Regions from separate parts of the Mus musculus genome. Here region 1 is linked to region 2. The links are chromatin contacts, called in public Hi-C maps. All regions are on one chromosome and are shown on one strand. The core of a region is the stretch at or near the end of the contact, and the rest is flanking DNA. Distances in the headings are between cores, read along the strand shown.

Region 1 (2,866 bases), core at 329-2,828, 89 kb after region 2:
GACTCTCACTTCTAAACAATCAGCTTGAAAGAGGACTCTGGTTACTCAATCCATTGATGAGTTCAGGGCCCTCTGTGCACTAACAATACAATCGACTTGAGAAAAGGATCCAAAACCAACCGCTGAGACAAAGACCCATGTTTATTTTTTCCCATGTGACACTTTCTAAAGTTACTGAAGTGTAGTAATTTCTAAAACCAATCTTGAAGGGAAGAAGGATCTACAGATGGCCAGGAAGACCCTGTGATGCCCCCACCCTGGTAAAAAGGCAGAGATGGTCAGGCAAGTTCCCTGTGTCAACTGCTTCTAAATCAAGATGATTAAAATTTGCAGCCACATTTTTAAAAAAGAAGAAGAAAGAAGAAAAGTCAAGTTCACTGGCATGGCTGGTTTTCCACGGGGGAAGCAAGCTAGTTGGTGACAGCAGACGGTCAGAATGGCCGTTGTTGTGTAGTTCCATCACAGGGTAAAAAGTTACCAACACTATCGTTCCTCCCTCTCAACAAATTCTTCACTTTCTTTGGAAATTTCCTCCACTGGGGTTTGATCAGTGAGGAAGTGCTGTAAGAGGAGGTAATAGGGCTCATGGACAGAAGTGATTGAATCACTGTGTGCCAATAAAAAGTGTTCAAATTGCATTTCACTACATAATGAATTCTGGTTCAACTTGCTTTGACATAAATAAGATTGGGTAAGGGAAACCAGAAGTAAATCAAATAAATTAATAAAAGCATCAGAGTCCTTTCAATGTTGTCCCCAGACAGTGTCTGCTTATTTGTATAATAAGACCTGCTCTTATCAATTACGCGCCTGGCATGTGCCTCTGTAGAAAGAAGAACTTCAGGGTAGAGTTTGGATATACTCACTCTTCACTACCGAAATGCCAACACTCCTTTTGAATATTGAAGAGGTGAGATTTCAAAACCAGGGCCATGGGCCCCAACTTTCAACTAAAGATAAAAACAATGACAGCAACAATAACAACAACAGCAATGAGATTTTAGATGCAGATGTGCGTGTAAGGCTAACGATTAGCTGTTCTTCTTATTTCCCTAATTATACATGTTTACCGAACATGGGATTTTTGCATTTTGTCTAGACGAAGGGTCTGTCTCCACTAGCATAATACATAGCTGTGTTTGTGAGTTTTGTGAAGTATTGAATTTGCATCTCCACAGCCACTTGTTAGAGTTCATTGTCTTATTCTGCAGCCAGGGGGAAATCTGCAGCGATTTGTTAGGCACAGTTTGTCATAGACCCCAGCACTGAGCACACTGCACACAGGGCCAGGAAGACGGATTTTAGATGCACCCTTTATTTAATATTTATTGTGGTGGTTGAGCTATTTTGCAACTGCTCTATTGTTTATTTGTGTTTCTTGGAATCTGTGCTTGTTTTCTGAATGTGATCATAAAGCCACCAAGCTAAATATAGAACATGTTAAGTTATAAGCCGGCCATATCCGAGAACAAAGGGCTGGATGGAAAAGTCTATCTCTTTAGTCTCGAATTAGCCTAGGGCTATAGGAAGAAACCATGGGCAGCTTGACCTGGAGTAGTTCTGCTAGGAAACAAGTATTTTATGACTCTCTGGGGCAGAGATGGTCACTGTTCAGGCGATTTCACCCTGCAGAGGTTTGTCGTATTTAGTTACTTGCTATTTCGCAATTCCAAAGAGCAGAAATTACTTTTTTTTTCCTTTTCTGATAATCCCTTAAAAATTGAGTTCGAATGACTCCCCTTGGAAAGACCTGGGAAAATCCGCATGTTTCTAGATCTGGAGACATGGCCTCTAGCTGTTAGAACATAGTTTGGCAGGATCACTGTGATTTCAGAAGCCCTGAATCTTTGCGTGAAAGATGATTTATCTGTGAACTACATCTGGTGTTCTTCATCTCGAAGTAAATAGAGAATGTGTGAAATGAACTTGAAGCAGGATAGAAGAGATCCCCCCCCCCTTTTTTTAACATCACGTGAGGCATGCAAGAAAGCGCCAAAGTGAAACTGTAAGCAGATTGGCCCAGGAAACATTGGCAAAGGGGCCATCAGGAGGAAAGCTTTCCTGTGAGATTTATTGACATCACTATTCAAGCTAATTTCGCAACCTTGGTCTTAAATAACCTTGTCCCTCCCTGTCAACTTCCTCTGGTGCACCAAAGAGCAGAAAGAACTTGGAAGAACTCAACCCGTGCCTTAAATGTAAGAGTTCTTTAGGTGGGCTGCCTGTTCCCATAGATACAGGTGACCATGGCAAGGAATTTCCTGTGAACTTAGGGAAACCACTGATCCCGCACCAAGGAACTGCCTCAGAGAGAAGCAATGGCTGCAGCCGTTCTAGTCAGGAGCCGCATTCCTCTGCTTTCCTTTGAGAGCAAAGTTAAGTTTTCAGCAGAGTTAGACCCTGAACTCAGGCGAATTTGCTTTCATATCCCAGGAAACGAGTGACCCTCCCTCTTAGTGCCCAAGGTTTGGTGTTTTAGAGAATGCAATTGTTACCCAGCCACGGCTTGGCCTGAGCCTTAAATCCACTCATTAACCATCATAATCTGAAAGCCTGTGCCAGGCTTAATGCTACCATTCTGACCTGGTGCCTCACACTCCTTTGGGCAGCCTCTACCCCGACAGGGAGTTCACTTTCTCTTCTTCTGTTTCTTTATTTTTGCTCTGCCAATGCCAATGGCACACAAGGGCTGTCTTTAGGGCATGAATGCCAAATGCTTTCTCTAGATATCTTGAATGATAAGATCTTTTTCCATCCGTTCACCCCCACCATCTCATGATACCTGGCTCTAAATGCTTTTCTCCTTGGCCCAACCCCTTCTCGCTAGCTTAACAGAGCTCTTCTTTCCAGATTTTGCTGAGTTTGT
Region 2 (2,944 bases), core at 420-2,919:
TGCCTCACATAGCCCTGCCCCTCTCTGCCCTGCTCCACACAGCCCTGTTCCACACAGCCCTGCCCCACACAGCCCTGCCTCACATATCTTTGCTCCACTCAGCCCTCACACAGCCCTGCTCCACACAGCCCTGCCCCACACAGCCCTGCCCCACATGGCCCTTCTGTCTTATCCTTCTTTTCATCCAGTCTTGGACTCTCTTGTCATCCAGTCACAGGGGCTGGTTATTTGAGGCTTTTGACCCTACAAGCTTTGGGAGCATTTGAAGTGTCTGGGTCCTCCCATTTCCTACATCTGCTTGCATCTCATTCAGTCTATTAAAAAACAAACAAACAAACAAACAAACAAAAAACAGCAACCAAAAGGTTGAAATAATCGAGTGTTAAGTCTGCAACATTGTAAAGCAACTTTATGCACTTCTACAAAGGTGTCTTTGTGTTTTGTTTCCATTTAAATGGGCTCCAGGCTTTCTGGCTTCCTTCTTAGTGCTGAGGGTTTCTTGATAAGGGAGGTAATTTAGGACAGGAGGTTTTTGAACCCTGCTTTCTCTCATCAGTGGTAGACGGATTCTAGGTCCAAATGCAGACGCAAAACACAGCTTTCAAAACACAGAAACTTTCAGTGAGAAAGATAAAGTCAAACAGACTTTTAGTTTAAAAGGTGAAGTTTTCACTAAAGCTTTCTTTGTCGTTAACATTTCAATATATTTTAAAGACAGACTTATCAGCCCCATCAAGGTAGGAAGAATGTATGCATCTTTCCAAGGCAATTATTCAGTTGACTGTGGGTGAGTTTTCATTGGATGTTCTAAGTAATATCAAGAGAGAAAATGGAACCATTTTCTTGAGTATTTTTGACAAGCGATACCTGTTGTTTCCCAGAAAGCTGTGGGAAAGAGATTCCCAGCTCGGATGGAGGGGAAAGGCTGTTTCATGGAGAGGGGAGCATAAAAGGAATCCATTAATGATTTAGAGGACTATTTAATTTCCCTGCCTCTGAAACAGACAAAGAGAGTTTGATCAATACTCTCAAGGTCACTCCTGGTATTTGCTAAGTCAGCCGGTCTTTTTAGGGCTTTGGAAACCTTGCCCTGCCTTAGTGCAGTGGGGTTTGTTTCAGTACAGGAGATGAGGGTTTGCCTGTGCTACAGCAGTGATGTTGAAGAAGGAGGTACAGTAGAGGGTCTGAAAGGAAGTCTACAGCAGTGTCAGAGTTTGCTTTAGAATCGGGGGAGAGATGCCAGCCTTATGGTTGCCAATCTTTTCTGATAAGGAGGTCATTACTAATAAACTGAACCCTGGCTGTAAGCTGGGTTGTGAAGAACATTAATCAATGTGTCCCATTGTCAATGACTGCTGTGTCCTCTTTAGCTCGATTCTCTTTTCCAATGTGGCATTGACCCCTTGGGACTTGTCTAAGTGCCCTGGTTGGTATTCTGCGAGTTGTCTTTGTATGTGTTGGCCAAAGTGAAGACTTTCAGTTACTGATGTCAGAGATGTGAGCTGTCACCTTTGCATTGACCCAAATGGATGTCATATTCTTTGGCACCTTTGAAAAGAGTGTTGATAATTGCACAATACAAATTCAGAGGTGGCCGAGAGATGAAAGAGGGCCTGTCCTATGACCTGCTCATCCCACTGAAGGGTGTGTTTGTTTTGATCATCTGGTTATTTGAGGACTTTGTCCAGAAGAGCCCTCTGAGCTTTGAGAGTGTTTTAACTGTCTGGGTCCTCGCATATCTTTACATTGGCCTGCATCTCAATCAGACTAAAAAGAAAAAGAAATGTTGAAATAACCAACTGTTATCTCTGCAACACTGTAAAGCGAGCCTTAGCTCCACGCAGAGTCAAAGGCTGACAGAACCCCACATTGATAACAGATGTTTGGCAACAGCTCCAGAGAGTCCTCTTGGATGTGGCCACACTAGGACAGATACTCTGAGAAGTTCCAGAGAGTGCATAGAGTTCTGGCCCATGTGCCAGGCACATACTTTCAAATGTTGTTTGCTGGTTGGTTGGTTGGCTAGTTTGTGTTAAGATAAGGGCTTGCTATGTAGCCCTGGTGTCTGGAACATGCTACATAGCCCAATCTGTCTCATAACTCAGAACCTTCCCGTCTCAAGCTACCAAATACTGGGATCTCAGGCATCACCACACCTGCCTCAGTTGTTTTCCTGAGTCTGGGAGCTACTTTATACAAACGGCATGGAATATTTGCTATTTGTTTAAAGAAAAAGTAAGTAGAGAAACTCTTTCTGACTGGATTTTGCAGTCTTGAAGGATTGCACCTCGGAGACTAGACACTCCCAACGTTGAGAGAAAGGCTTTTCTTAGCTCTGATTTGAAAGACATTGTCTAAAATTCAGCTCAAGCTTGAAAACTGTCTAGACTCATTCAACACCTGTAGCCACGGGACACAAGACAACCCAACAAGGCCTGCCTTCGTTTCCAACGGGAATAGATTTCTTCCAGACTTGCTGAGGAACAGGCAGGCTTTGAGGGGAAGTCTCTTTATCCCCAGCCTGGGAAGAAAACATATTTTTACCCCCAGTTCCCACCGTGGGATACAAAAGAGGAAATGCAATTGCTCGTTCATTTAGTATTGCTGACTTACCCTCCTGCAGCAATTCCACTGTGACACGTAGAGACTAGAGTTAATTATACCTGTTAAATGAGGCAAATCCTAATTTTCAGTAGATCATGACCCTTAAGACATAGAGGAAGAAAGACGAGTCACATTTTTTATTCTATTGACATTTGCTTAATAGGCTTTATACAAGCTTGGGTCCTTTACTACTGAGCTAGTGATAAAATGGGCTTTTCTCTGTTCATAAAATGCCAAATAAACTAAGAAGCACCAATGCCGTTAGCTTCCTGGTGTCCATTTCAGTTTAAGAAGAGGCATTTTGGTTTAAAAAGATCATGGGATTTCTCGATAGTCACTA

What was found. A called contact is a pair of places that touch in the nucleus more often than the background predicts.
Region 1: a Hi-C map of liver shows a contact between it and region 2, with 5 times the contacts expected there. The contact joins two enhancer-like sites. A contact is called at or near these places in 1 of 39 promoter capture datasets (liver), 9 of 484 Hi-C or Micro-C datasets (liver and uterus) and 5 of 115 datasets of contacts at active chromatin or transcription factors (embryonic stem cells and liver).

Annotation. Positions count from the first base shown.
Region 1 is chr13:59,001,838-59,004,703 of GRCm38.p6, forward strand. The region is part of intron 13 of Ntrk2 (neurotrophic tyrosine kinase, receptor, type 2); the gene reads left to right. Among named protein-coding and RNA genes, the nearest start is that of Gm53063, 70 kb to the right of the region's middle. Within about 2 kb of position 1,579, at least 35 of the 459 cell types and tissues checked have an H3K27ac peak or open chromatin away from gene starts, as enhancers often do. A contact at or near this core is called in liver and uterus, where this site is marked.
Region 2 is chr13:58,912,737-58,915,680 of GRCm38.p6, forward strand. The region is part of intron 12 of Ntrk2 (neurotrophic tyrosine kinase, receptor, type 2); the gene reads left to right. Among named protein-coding and RNA genes, the nearest start is that of Ntrk2, 110 kb to the left of the region's middle. Within about 2 kb of position 1,670, at least 11 of the 459 cell types and tissues checked have an H3K27ac peak or open chromatin away from gene starts, as enhancers often do. A contact at or near this core is called in liver and uterus, where this site is marked.